Linked DNA regions of Gossypium hirsutum: region 2 is linked to region 1. Evidence: chromatin contacts called from public Hi-C data. All regions are on one chromosome and are shown on one strand. Each heading gives the region's core, a stretch centred on a gene start, on an enhancer-like site or on the middle of the called end of the contact. The rest is flanking DNA. Distances are from core to core; before and after follow the strand shown.

Region 1 (7,219 bases), core at 1,403-3,902:
GTTGAATTTTGCAGCTTGAAGAAACCAATAAGTACTAGATTCAGATATTGAAATAATACCTTGGCGACAAGGGTCTGAACCCCAGCGTACTTGACGTCCCAACCGAACTCAGTCATGGCCCAACCGGTTCCACCCATAGAATCACCATTTTTGCCAAGATAGTTCAAGTAGTACTCATTGTTACTAGCTTGGTACAGCCATGCAGCGGCCCACAACAACTCGTCCTACACGATAACATTCCAACTTAATTAATAAACCGTACCAGTAAACATGCTATTTTCTGCCATTAAAACTATAAATTGCTCAAATTGATTGCTTTGAGAAAATTTAGAAAAGCTTACATTGTAGCCACTGATGGATCGGTAGTATTTTTGGGCAACTGTGATGCTGCTGTCGTATTTACCTCTGTATTTATCAGCAAATTCGAATAGCTGAAAACAAAAACAAAATTTAAAATTAATTATATTGTAAAACCTACTGAAATTTTTGTTTAAGAGTATGGATAGGATAGGTGAAGCAATTTGAGGAAAGAGGCAAGGGCAATTTGGGGATGTAAGTTAAACAGGAGGAGCACCGACAGTGTTGGCACGTGAGAAACGAAATGACTCATTGCGACCATTTTGGGGTACAAATGAACGGTTAAGATCTGCTTGTACGAGAGATCTGTACGGTCATAAAAGATTAATTACCCGTGATGGATGGGGCAAAAGCAAAGTCAAGCGTTCTCATCACCAGGAGTCATAAAATTAGGACATCAATCCACTGGGGTCAATCCGTTCCATTATAAAAAATTATCATCTTATTTTTTATAAATTTTTAAAAGCTTAACATAGAAAATAATAAATATTTACTTGATTTTAAAAAAATAAAAAATTTAAAAATTTAATTGAAGCCAAATTTATAAAAATGATAATGATTTTTAAAATTATAAGAGGCAGGTGATGGAACAAACATGCCAAGTATGGGGCGATATAGAATTTAACTATACCCACCTCTTCTACCCATGATCAATTTTAAACCATTAACAAGAATCTGGCGAACGACACCGTTTCACCCAAAAAGTAGCTACTACAACGGTTAAATGGTTTTTATTTTTCCTGGCTCAAAACAGTGGTAGTATTTTTTTAGAAGAAAGAAGTAAACAGAGGTGGTTGTTTTTATTAAATGAAAACTAGGGTTGGGCACGCCAAGTTGCGAAATTGAGGCCGACAAAAGATTGCGTAATAACAACCGTTTTTTCCTATCACCTTATGATAAAAAAGGTTGAGAGTGTAAGCTAACATGCACCGGCAGGTACAATGGTCCCAGCAACGCGAGAAGACACAGACTGCGTAAACGTATACCTGGTAGGCATGGCGAAGAAGCTCGGTGGAATATGCAGGGTTGGAACGGCGGAAGACGATTGAGGCGGCAGCCATGGCGGCGGCAGTTTCACCTGCCAGATCCGACCCCGGATTGCTTGGGTCTATCTTGTAAGCATGACGGTCGGTGGTCATGTCCTCTGGTCTTTGCCAACAGTAGTGGTCACTGTTACCGTCGCCCACCTAAAATGGATCTCACCAAAATTAATTATTTTTAATTGAGTCCTTTTGAGTTTTAGAAGTATTAAATTCAAACTAATATTTTATTAGTAGCCAAGTGTTGCTATCAAGTTTGAGATTTGAAAAAGGGATTTGGACATATTAGTGACAAAATAATGGAGTGTTAAGAATGGCAAGAAACACGAGGAGGGAAGAAGGTCGGGAAGAGTACCTCTCCATAAAGGACATAAGGTTCGGGATGAGCTTTAATGAGGTAGTCAGTGCCCCACTTGATTGCTTCCATCGCATGGCCGAGCTCTCCATTTGCACCCATTTGTTTCCCGTACTCTATAATACTCCAGGACATCATTGTTATGGTGAATGCCATGGGCAGTCCGAACTTCACATTGTCCCCTGCATCGTAGTACCCTCCAACCAGATCCACCTTGAGAATTTGTGAAAACAACTTCAACCATCAATACCATAATTTTCGATTCTAAATGAAGCATGTCAAAGAACAAAAGTGACGTTTTGACCGAGAAAACAAGTTCAAGTTGAGAGTGGAACTTTAACTTACCCCACTGGCCTTGCCGTCATTCAAGCCGGAATTGGCTCTCCACGTAACTCTCTGGTTATGAGGAAGGTAACCAGATCTCTGAGCTTCAAAGAACAGAATGCTCTTGCTCAGAGCTTGGTTATAGTCATGTCCAGCAAAAACAAAAGGAAGAAAAAGCAGCAGAAGTAAAGGAGTCATTTCAATCAGCCTCATCAACTTCTCCATGTACATTCAAACTTATCAAAAGACACAATTCAAGTTTCAAGTTCAAACAAAAACAGATCTCTTTCTGCAGCAGAGTGGGGTTTCCTTCAAGTTTATAAAACTAAAAAGAGAAACCCATTTGGAATCGAACACAAAAAATGCAGTCTAGTAAGAGAAAAAGGTAAAAAAATGTAATGAGTTAAAAGAGGCGATAGAAATGAAAGTGAAGAGAGAAAGAGCAGTGGGATTGGGAATTGGAAGAGGAGCTGAAGCCTCTATATATTGTGGAGTGGAGGGAAGGAAGAGCAAGGGAGATTAAAAATTGTGAATTGAAAGTAGTTTTAATAATAATTGGAGGAGAGGGAAAGAGAAAGAACAAAGTCATGTGGGTGTCCCTGGCGCTTTTAGTCTTTTACTGGGTAGAGTCGGTGCGGATTTAATGGTTCTTTTTGGCAGGGAAACTGCTGCTAAACATGATTAAAAATTAATTTCTGATTTTTACTCTTCTATAAAATTTCTTTTTATGCCTTCTCCACTCCAATAAACTTACATTGTTTGTCACTTGGGAATAATGCCCCTGAAATTAAGGCATGAAGTTTATTACGGCTCCATTAAATCTCTGTTGGGCACAGCATGTGAGAGGGTACCCTGTTGTGGGTTACAAATGGTGGACATAATTGGATTTTGCAAAACTTGGCTACTTGGTTTAAGTTTTGAAATTTGTTCACCCATAATTAATGCAAATTATTTTTATTTTTATTTTTATTTTTATTTTATTTTAAATTAATCATCTGGCTTCTGCAGTCTGCGACCTGTCCGTTTGCGTCTCCTGTCGTATTAGGTATGGGAAAATTGCAAACCCTGGATCATCTTTTACAGATGCTGCCACACTGCTTGATTAGGCCCATTATAGTACATATCTAACCCTAATTATTTTAAACATTTTCTTTTCTTTTTTCTTTTTGAATTGTATTAAATATGATTATTTTAAATATTAACTTAAATCTCTTAAAATATATTTATTTTCTCAATTCTATACTTAAATTTATTTTTATTTTATTTTATCTATTTTGTAATGTTGGATAAAAATATTTGTTAGGTCACTTTGCCCAACGAAAAAAATGTCATAATGATCGACCATTGATCGATGTTAATTGACCATGGTAGGCATTGACTTATTATTGATGGTAATTGACCAGATATTAATTTATCATGAGGTGTTATTAGAATATACCACATGTTTCTTTTATTTTTTTAATATTATATATATTATATTGATTAAAAATGTAAAAAATTATATAATATATAATATATATAAATTTTAAAAAAATTATAATTATTATCATAAACAATAAATTTTAAGGTATAATTTATTGACCACACATAAATCTACATATCTTTGGAGAATGAACTGATGTGAAAATCATAAAGAAAAAGATGCATTATTAATGGATAAATGTAAATGTTATATATTATTGATGAAGGGAGTTGAATGTAACCCTAAATTCTCAACTAAAAGCCATTATTTTGTCCAGCTAAAGAAAAGGGGGGTTGAGGTTTTTATGACGATTGGATGTAGAATTAAAATCTAAATATTAGAGGGAATTTGAATAATTGCTTTAATTATTGAGGAAACTTCTCAGCATCAACCGGAATTGTTGATAATGGTAAGTAGGATTCTCCAAACCCGACAACCCCATTTTTATTTTCTCTTTCTCAAATTAGGAGTCCACCGACGGCATCAGGTAGGCAATATGACAAGAAAATAACAATGGCATCCTTTGTAAAATCAACTGTGCAAGATGTCCATTTTCATTTGGCTATTTTATTTAAAAGGTCAAAAAGAGAGCGCTTAATTCCCAACAGCAATCAACGGTCTCCGCCGGAAATTAACCTTTTTCTTTTTTTTTTTTGGGTTGCCGAAAATATTTTTGTCATCTTGCTTTTGCTTTTGCCCTTTCAAAAAAGTAAAAAAAAGTTTTTTATTTTAGTATCATAAGAAGGTTTTAAAAAACCAAGAGATGTGGACAGTGGAGACGTACGGTATGTAAGTCAAAGAGGCAAGCCTCCGCAATTACCGGCTAACGACGGTTCTATCACGACTTCTGATGGTTCTACCTAGGCAATGCAGTCACCGGCTGTCCGGGTGAGTTAGTTTTTGATCAGCCTCCCTAAGTACACCTGCCCCCCCCAACCCACCAATTTTGTTCCCACTTTGACGTGGCGAAATCCATGTTAAAACAGTAACGTTGGTTATAAATTGAAGGCATAGGCCATCTTCCATAAGTGGAACTCTTGCTTTGCTTTGTTGTTGGTAAAGAATGGGACACAGTCAGCCCGAAACAGTACCACCAACTTTGCTTTTATGGCCTACAAAAATATCTTTTGATAGTATTGTTGCGCAACGCAAGCACAGAATTCAAATTTGCTTTCCTAACTAATAGGGAAGAGATGCCTAATTAAATTAGTTACTGCTTTTATTCAAATATGTTATACTTTGACTACAAATTGTTAGCTTATACTAATACAATTCCACAAACAGTTTACTTCAATTTGGTCTCTTTTTTCTGGCAATTAGAGCTAATTTGTTAGATTGTTATGCACTCAAATTTTGACAAACTCTTTGTTTTAAATGAAGTATTGATTTAGGTTACTCAATATACTAGTTAAACATCATTAAGAGTTTAAATGTTTATTTAGGTGTCATTAAGAATATCAACGTATCTTTGGTAAAAGTATCCCCTGTAGTAGGAGTTGAATTGCATTTTGTCCTTTCTACTCAAAAACTGGGTAAATTAATCATTCTATAATAGATCAAAGAACAATTTAGTCATTTTGTTAAAAATTTTATCCATTTCTACTGTTAAAATTTGGTCCATGTACGTCATTATGAGGTATATATGACATGTTATCAGAGGCGAAGCCAGAAAATTTTTTTAGGGGGGCCGGATGAAATTTTAATTTTTTATAGTTTATATTTTATAACTTGTAAAGGATTAAATTGAATTTTTATAAATTTAGGGGGGCCAAAGTGTAATTTTACCTTTACTAATTTAAAATTTTTAAAAAATTTCAAGGGCCTAAAATAAAATTTTCCATTTTAGGGGGGCCGGGTCCATGCCAGCCCCCTGGCTACGCCCCTGCATGTCGTGTGTCATTGTTTGGTTATTCTGTCAATCACGTTAGTTTTTAACAGTATAAACGAATTAAATTTTTAACAGAAAGTACCAATTTGCTTTTTGATATAATGTATAGAGAATAATTTGCCTATTTTTTAGTAGAGAGAGCAAAACGCAATTTGATTCCTAGTACAAGGGCCTTCACAATACTTTTACCACTTATCGTGATAGGGTTTAGGATAAATATCAAAATTATACATACTTTGATTTAATTTGCAATTGTATAGATGAATTTTAGTTTGGTACAATTATACACGTGAAACTCTAATTGTGGTTCAAATATATAATTGAAACTTTAATTTTAATTTAATCATACACATTTAAAGAAATAAATACATAAATTTATTTTTATATTAGATAAATATAATTATTTATGTATGCAATATATAAACATAAAATAATATTATATCAAGAATTGTGTTAATAATTTACAAGAATTTGATCAAATCAAAATATTATGTATAAAATTATACAAAATTAAAGCTCATGTATACAATTACACGTTAAACCATAAACCATAATTCATATATAGTTTTAATATTTGACACAATCATATAAGTATTTACCTTAAGCTACAATAAAAGTAGAAAATGAGGTGGGGGGTATATAGAATTATACAAGTAAACTGGAAAGGGATATGTGAGAAGAGAGGGCTAAGGATATGTGGTGTGAGATAAATGTCTTATATCTCCCAGCCAGGGTCTCTTTCTTTCATCATATTTGGAATTTGGAACCTCCAATTGAATCTTTTTCTGTAGCTTGATTAATAAATTCCTAAAGCCGCTGCTAAATCATTCTTCACAAGATAAGATTAAAAAAATGTCATTTGATTTTGATCTTTAAACTTACAAAAGTAACATTTCTTTTTTTTTCTTTTTTTCTTTTTTTTTTTTGGTTTTAGGCTCCTTTTGTAAAAACAAAACTTAATTAGTAGGTCTGTATTGCCTCCAATTTTATTTTTTAAACCAAACAAATGGAGGGTTTAAATTCGGGACTAAATCGTAGAAGCCTGAAGAATGGAGGGAGTAGGGGCAGTATTAGACTTTTATAGGATAAGGAAATTATACGGGAGGGCATGAAGCTAACAAAATAATTGTAAATAAACTTATTGAACAGGAAAGCAGAAGGTAATTGAGAAAACCTCAAGGAAATAGTTGAAGCAGCAAGGAATGTCTAAAAAGCAGTGAGACATGAAACTTGCTTCTTCTTTTTTTAATTTACTTTTGAGGCATGAACGCAAAGCAGAATCCTTGGAGATAATGGTGATTGTGTTGACAGGTGAGAGTAAATAGGACACCCACTAGGCAAGGGCACCTATGAATATGATCCCTACACGTATGCAAGAGGACAAAATGCCTTTATAATTTATCCTAGGGGGTTCAAACTCGGGCTTGTGAACATGAAAAGAGAAAATGTGCAGCTTCCTCTGTCCATATTAGAAGAACGATTTGAGTTCAAAATTGATTGACACACTTTCGCACGTGCAAAATAAACCTTTCCAAAGGACAGGTGGTCCTTTGCAGATCTTAGGTGATATATGCATGTCTCCTACTGAGATTGATGGGTGGATAAAGTTTTAATGCCAAGGGTTCTTCCCTTCCCTTATCCCTAGTCTGCTGAGAGGTTCTGATTTGAAGGATATTTTGGGCGTTAACTTTTTCCCCACCCCCACACATTGTTTTATTTATCCAGTAATTTATTAGGTCGTGGTTGAACCATGAAAGAAGAAGGAAGCACCGGAATATCATGAACTCTTTTTC
Region 2 (7,219 bases), core at 1,636-4,135, 520 kb before region 1:
ATGAAAGCTCAAAAAGACAATATCAAGGAGCTCTGAACTATATTTCCTGAATCAAAAAAAGACCTAAAAGCTATATTTCTGTCATTGTTTTTACAAGAGAATGGCTCTTGCTGCAAGCACTAAAACAGTTTAGTGTCAGAAGTTTATTCCCTCTGAAATCAATTAACCATTTAGTGGAACTCCCTCTGGATCCATCTCTTCCATATTTAGCCAATCTTGTGATCCTGCAGTAAGATTTATTACAAAAGAAAGTTGCTTTTTAGACACTATGAAGCTCCAAGGTGAAGCGTATAGAAGAATGAAAAAGCCAAGTGCACAACTTACTCGACTTGTGTATCTCCGCAATCACCATAAGACGCCTCTGCAATAAAGATGCCACGAAAAGGAAAGCCGAGCACATGCCAAACATGACGGTCATGGGAAGCGCTTTTACCTTTCAAAGAAACAATATTGCATTTGCAACAAAATTAAAAACCATATGAACCTTGGTGACTGACAGGTAACTTAATAACATTCAGCTCACAGCATGTCAACTGGTTAAACTTAAAACTATAGAAAGTTCTATTCAACCATTTACAAAAAGATTTTTTACTTGTTGCGGTGGCATTATCGAAACAAGAAAAAAAAGGTTAAATGGTAGACTAACATTGTATAATGCAATGCAGACAAAGATGTTGAGAGGAATGCGAAAGAAGTTCATGATAGTGCTTCTTGCTTCCTCAGGAATGTATTGAGACCTCATCTTCATGATAGATGGCCAGAATATCCCAACGCAAGCTTCAAATATGCAGAAACCAATGAGCTGGATACACCCAGAAAATGAGATGCTCCCACCTTTCACGTTTGATGGTGCTACCAACAACTGTTGAGACTTAAAAGAGTTAGTTTTCAGGGGAGCTTTTGGGAGAATGGAGGAAATATGTGCAAAAATACGTACATTTGTGACAACAGGAAGTAGTAGGGCTATTGAGGAGAGCATGAATACAGTCTGCATATAGCTCTCAACTCTTGGAGTAGGGTGAGCCAGCAATCGTGAGGCAATGGAACTTCCAAGCATTGAAGATAACATGAATGTCGCAAATATGAAACCGTGCGGAATGTCCTCGTCATTTGGGCTCAAAGCAGGTGTCCATAGGAACACAAAGGTGTACATTGAACCTTCAAACAGCGATTGTATAGCACCCAACAATGTAATTTTCTCATCTGATAGAAACATGGATCTTGCTTTAGTATATTTCCCAGCATATCATACAGACTAAAACAGAAAAAAATACCCAACAAAAAAGTTCATTGTTGGTAGCCTAGGCATTCATCGTAAGTGATGGTTAGAATTACCAGCAGCAATGGCAGCAGCGGCACCCTTGAATTGAGTAAGCAAATCCTTATTTTCCGAAGGGTCACCATAATTTTCAGTCCATGTGGACAGTATAATTATCATGCCAATTGAAAGGAAGCAAGATGCAGCATCAAATGGAGCAACAGGACCTAATTTCAAACTATCCACTAGTACATTACCAAACAACCCAGATAAAATTGCCATCAATCCATTTCCAAGAAATATTGCCTTTGCGAATGTTATAGAAAGCCACTGTTGATCAAAACCTCGCTGTCAAATCCAAAATTGTAATCAGATTCAGAATCAAGGCAATCACCAAAACAAACACAAGTACAGAAACTATAAAACCCGAAGCTTAAAACAGTTCCATCAAATTGCAGGTTGAACCAACGAAGGTAGCAATGACACACCTTGTTGTGTTCAGCAACAAGCCAAGATTCGAAGGCTGAGAAAAGAAGGGAAGTTGCAATGCCACCCAAGACTCGTCCTAGCATTAAAACCTTGTACTGAGGAGAATGTTTGGTAATGCAGCTCAGTATGTAAGTTATGCAGTAAGTGACACAAGCCCTCTTTCGACCCCTGAGTTCAGAATGCAGGGAATCCAGTAAGGATAGAAAGTTGGGTGAGGAGTCTAAAACAACCCAACATCTTACCTTTTGTCGGCTAAAGATCCAACCACTGTACCAAACAACATGGAAGATCCAAAACCAGCAATGAAAAGGTGACCAATCTCCCCCTTCCCAAATCCGTAATGATTGTAAAGGTAGTAAACATATGGCCCCTGCAACCAATCCCCAGCTGTTTTTTTTTTTTTAATTTTATGATCAACATAATCAGTTTCGGAACGATAAGCAAACAGATGATTGCCAATTCAAATGAAGATTCATCAAATGAAATGCAAATCCTTAATTATCTGAATTTGAGTACAATAAACACCAAGATTAGAAAAACCAAAACAGGAGAAACTAGGCATAAAGCATGGATTTCCTTAAACAAAACATAAAAATATAAGGAAATTCTAGATGAAACCCAGATAAGAAAATCAAATTTCATGTAAACTAGCACAAAGATAGAATACCCATCATCAGAGAGAATACAACAAGATAGTTGTTTTTGAAAGAATTGAAAGCAGTGGAGGTACTAAAACGATCTTTGCTTGTTTTGCTCAGCTCCAGTACTGCAACCAGGGAGGCCAGAGACCCGAATACCACCAAGTAAAATGGTTCCATTGCAGCTATTCTTCTTCTTCTTCTTTTGGCCTGGTAATGAGGACCCGGATGAAAAACAGAGAGACAGAGATTAGTGAAAGCATGGGATAACTGTAAAATCTAGAAAAAGCAAAGGAGAGCCAATTGGCATGAAGCGAGGAATTGACATTTTCTATGAGGGAGATCGGTAGGGGGTGCGACTATGTGTGTCTCCCCTGTTTTCATTCCTATATCTTAAGGCTGACTGGCAGAGGCGGATCCCCTTGTTTCGTGATTTTCCCGGGGAATTTGCGCTTTCTTTTCTTTTCATTATTTTATGGCTTAATTCCAAAACAACTCTCAAACTATCGTCTTTATTTTAAGTTAGTATTCTAACTTCATAACTTTTAATCACTCCTCCATTTATCTATATCATATCAATAATGGTTTTAGTCATGCTGGTCTTTAGTTGGTGTAAAGTATATTTAAAATAAACCAATTAAATTTTAGATACACGTGTATTTAGTGGATAGATAGCTTAGATTTAATATGTTAAAATAACATTCGCTATCACTAAAATTTAAAAGTATTATTTTTATATGTATATATAAGTTGTTCATACAGAAGATATATGCATATTTAAAATTTTATTCGTGCCGATTGAGTCTTAAGGTACATTTGGTTCGCTGTAATTGAATAAAGTTGTAGTGGAATAAAGTTGTAATGGAATAGAGCTGTAATCAATAATTCAATTATTTGGTTAAATAGAATGGAATAGAACTTTAATAGCATTTTTTTGTTTGAATGGAATAGATGTTGTAATAATATAAGGAAAAGGCTTAAATGATCAAAATACCTTTATTAAATTTTTTGAAGGTAGATAATTATTGTTATTGTTATTAAATTTTAATAAAATTATTGTTAAATATATTTTTATTAAAAATAATAATAAATAATTTAATCATATTTTAACATTATTATTATTATTAAATATAATTTAATAAAATAATATACAATTTAATGACTTTCTTAATATAATTATTATATGAATTAAAAAATCATAATATTAATATTTTTGCAAGTGTGCCCAAGAAAGTTTTATCTTTTTATTTAAGGGCTGGAGATGAATTATGGAAATTTCTTAATATTTTATAAAAATAAAATTTGATTAGTGTATGTTAAATATGACTCCTATTTTCAATCAAATTTGAGAAATAATCTTTCAGTTAAACTCTGTTTACTTATTTCAATCAAACACTGATTAATTTAGATTATTTTATTATTATTTGACCTATGAATTTAGCCTATAAATAGGCTCTTTTACAACTTTAGAAAAATACACCTATTAGAGATTAGAACTCATAACACATTTAGAGAATTTTGTATTTACATTTTGAGAGTTCTTTGTTTTCGGGATTTAGTTTTTATCTCCATCTTTTGTACTCTTCGTTTTTTTTCCATTATAGTAAAATTATCTTTGCCCGTGGTTTTTTATCCTCTTTGGAGGAGTTTTTTCACGTTAAATTTGTTTGTTTAATTTCTCAATTTTTTCTGTTATTTTTCTTGTTCATTGTTTAATCCGGTCGATTCCTAACAGTGTATTTTTAAATATGTTTCATATTATATTTGAGCTAACATTTAATGCATAAATTAATAACAAAGTTAGTGAAAGAATATTAATATTTTAAAAACATCAATTACAATGTTTTGAGTTTCGAGACTAAAACAATTAACTTTCAAGTATTAAATTTGAGTGTTTGGGCAAAAAAGGAAAGTATTAGATCGGGTTCATCCAAACCAGATCAGGAAATGAAAGTAATTTCTTACTAATATATTAAAATTTATATTAAGAATTAGAAAAATAAAATATTTATCTAAATTTTTTTTATTTTTAAAATAATTTTGTTTTATCATAATGTTTTTTTTATAATTCTTAATATAATTAATATTTTAATAATACTTCCATAGAATATAATTCAACTTCTTATGGAAGTGAAATTTTAAATACATCTCATGTTTATGTTTCTATGATACTAATAAAAGAAATTTTAATATATAATTATTGGTTGAAAGTTTTTTTAATTAAATAAATAGCTAGATAATCATATTTGAAGCATACAAAAATAATTACGAAAATGTTAAAATTACTTTAATTTTATAGTAATTTGTAATCGTTAAAATATATAACATATATAGCTTTAATATTTCTATTTATATATATAGATATATTGTTTCTTGAACTTGTCCAAAATTATTTAGTAGGTATTTACTTTTTTTTATCTAATTAGTATTTAAACTTACATTATGTCACTTAAGTTGGTATCTCTTCACAAACACCGTTAGTCTATACTAACATGTATTAATAGTCAATTCGGAGGTGACACATAGTACTCTCTCAGCATGTCATGTGGTAAGTATATATAAAAATAAAAATGAATATGTAAAAATATATAAATTAATAAAAAGTATAATTTTTTTTAACATTGACAATGAATTTGGACAATGATTGTCCAAATACAAATCCAAATTCATTCCAATTTTTTTAGTAGGTTTATATATTTAATTTTTTAATAAAATATCATGCTATTTATATTATTATTTTGAAATTAAAAATATATAAAATTTTAAAATATATAAATTAATAAAACAGTTGATATCAAGAATGAACTTGGATGGAGCATTGCCCAGTCCTTCTGGACGTGCTTTTTAATAATTTTATATATTTTAAATTTTTTTATAAATTTATATATTGTTCAAAATATTATAGGTTTTTTTTTACATTTTTTATAAATTTAAATTGTATATATATTTCAAAATAACAATAACCTTAAAAAACATTTTTATAAAAAAATTTAAAAAATATAAACTCATTAAAAAAAACATATCTAGAATAAATCTGGATAAAATAGGTGTCCATATTCAAATGTATATGGACAAACGTTTGTTTAGGTCTTGATGTCAAAAGAAATTATATTTTTTTATTAATGTATATATTTTTAAAGTTCTTTATTTTTTTAATTATGTTTACCACGTGACATGTTAAAAAGTTGCCACATGTCATCTTTGAATTGATTATAAGTGTCACATAAGCAAGAAAATTAACAATCTTGGTGCAAAAGTATCAACTTGAATGAAAGAATACATATTCAAATACTAACTAGATATAAAAAATTTAAACATAAACTAAATACTTTTGGTACTAACATATATTAACCCTTAACGTTAATCCAAGAAGCATAAATTATGTAACCTTTTAGTGGAGGGATTTTGAAAGGTAGTGACAGGTGAGAGAACTTGGGATATATGCGAGAGGAAAGCATGGAAGAAAATGAAGATTGTTTTTAATACTAAAATAGTGCGATTTTATAAAGATAAAAACAATTCAAGGTAATAAAAGACAAGTTCAAAGGAGTTGAAATAATAAGATATTAAATGGTTTGTTTGCAAATTTCAATAACTTTCGTATATATATGTATATACAATTTTCAATAATAATATACAAAAGATGTTCTTTACAGAAAGCCAAAGCTTATAGGTTACGTTCCATAATAAATTAATAATAAATGAGCTTTGCCTCTGCTATGCACTCTGGGATATAAATTATATTTACATGGAAATATGGAAGAAAACATCCTCGTCATGTACGCATAACATTTGCTTATTCAGTAATTAATAGAACTCCCTGCCGTATTCTGTTTCTAACGTTGTTGACGACGCCCCCATTCTTTTTCACGCAGCATCATCCCCATTCTCTTCCGCACCAGCCATGAGCCTTAGTTCTTGTTGCAACTGCATTTTCATTGTTCAAATCATCACCCCCTACTAACCCATCATTACTCCATATATCATGTGCTTCTTTTTCTTTTTTTCTAATCAGTGACACCACAATCGTAGAATAAAGTAGAAGCTGCTATTCTCATTTATATAAAAACTCTGTAAGAAACTCACCTCTTCATATCTCAACTTTTCAGCATTCAATTCATCCCTCAAATTCATCATTCTGCCACAATAAGTGTTCAACGAAGAGACTATCAGGAGAAAGTTGGATGTGTAGTGGGAAACCAAGGTACCAAATTACTTGGTATAGAATGCATGACAACCGACCTAGATTGTAGCTCTGAGATCTTGCCGAGCAGTAGACGCTCCCTCTCAGAAGCTGCTGTTTCAAGTTCAACCTATTCAAACAACACGAAGATCAGAGAGGGACAAAAGAAGAAACCACTTGAAATTACTTAACACTAAACAAAGACAAGCTCTCACATTCCCATTGCTCTCGGAACGAGGTAGAAGAGGCAACTTTCCATTTTGTGAGGCTGGAAAAACAAAATAGAAAAATGATTAGTACACTGCTAAACACTGTATTTCCTAGTTTAATCATGCCAAAGTAATAGGAAGATCAGCTTTCACTGACCATCTACAACCTCAGCTGACTGCAAGCTATTCAACAAATTCACGATAAGACCCTAGCATGCAGAAGAAATTTCCAGTGAGAACATCATTCATCTTTAAGGCAGACACTCAATCTATAAACAAAATAAGATACTGTCTCAGCTCAAAGTCTCTACCTGTTGAAGTGAGGTTTGCTGGAAAAGATTTTGAAGGTGAGTTGTAAGAATCGATGCGGACACACTACCATTGGTCAAATCCTTAGGGGCATGATTGATAGGCTGAAAAGAAATGGTCCATAAGAAAACAA

What was found. Hi-C and Micro-C count contacts between places; a contact is called where the count stands out from the background.
Region 2: a Hi-C map of leaf shows a contact between it and region 1, with 4 times the contacts expected there. The contact joins the promoter of LOC107945748 here to the promoter of LOC107945842 in region 1. A contact is called at or near these places in 15 of 34 Hi-C or Micro-C datasets (anther, callus, hypocotyl and 3 more).

What each region holds. Positions count from the first base shown.
Region 1 is chrA08:77,210,325-77,217,543 of Gossypium_hirsutum_v2.1, reverse strand. LOC107945842 (endoglucanase 6) reads right to left here and starts at 2,652. Exons shown (of 9, transcript XM_041074680.1): 1 at 2,098-2,652; 2 at 1,753-1,965; 3 at 1,344-1,544; 4 at 342-431; 5 at 60-224. The coding sequence starts at 2,307.
Region 2 is chrA08:77,733,954-77,741,172 of Gossypium_hirsutum_v2.1, reverse strand. It overlaps LOC107945748 (molybdate-anion transporter), which reads right to left and starts at 2,885. Exons shown (of 9, transcript XM_016879867.2): 1 at 2,712-2,885; 2 at 2,415-2,595; 3 at 1,990-2,134; 4 at 1,747-1,915; 5 at 1,336-1,606; 6 at 938-1,203; 7 at 647-862; 8 at 325-433; 9 at 1-224. The coding sequence starts at 2,565. The coding sequence ends at 163. It overlaps LOC107945760 (serine/threonine-protein kinase BLUS1), which reads right to left. Exons shown (of 21, transcript XM_016879886.2): 16 at 7,089-7,190; 17 at 6,935-6,986; 18 at 6,784-6,836; 19 at 6,628-6,698; 20 at 6,472-6,523; 21 at 5,972-6,312. The coding sequence ends at 6,253.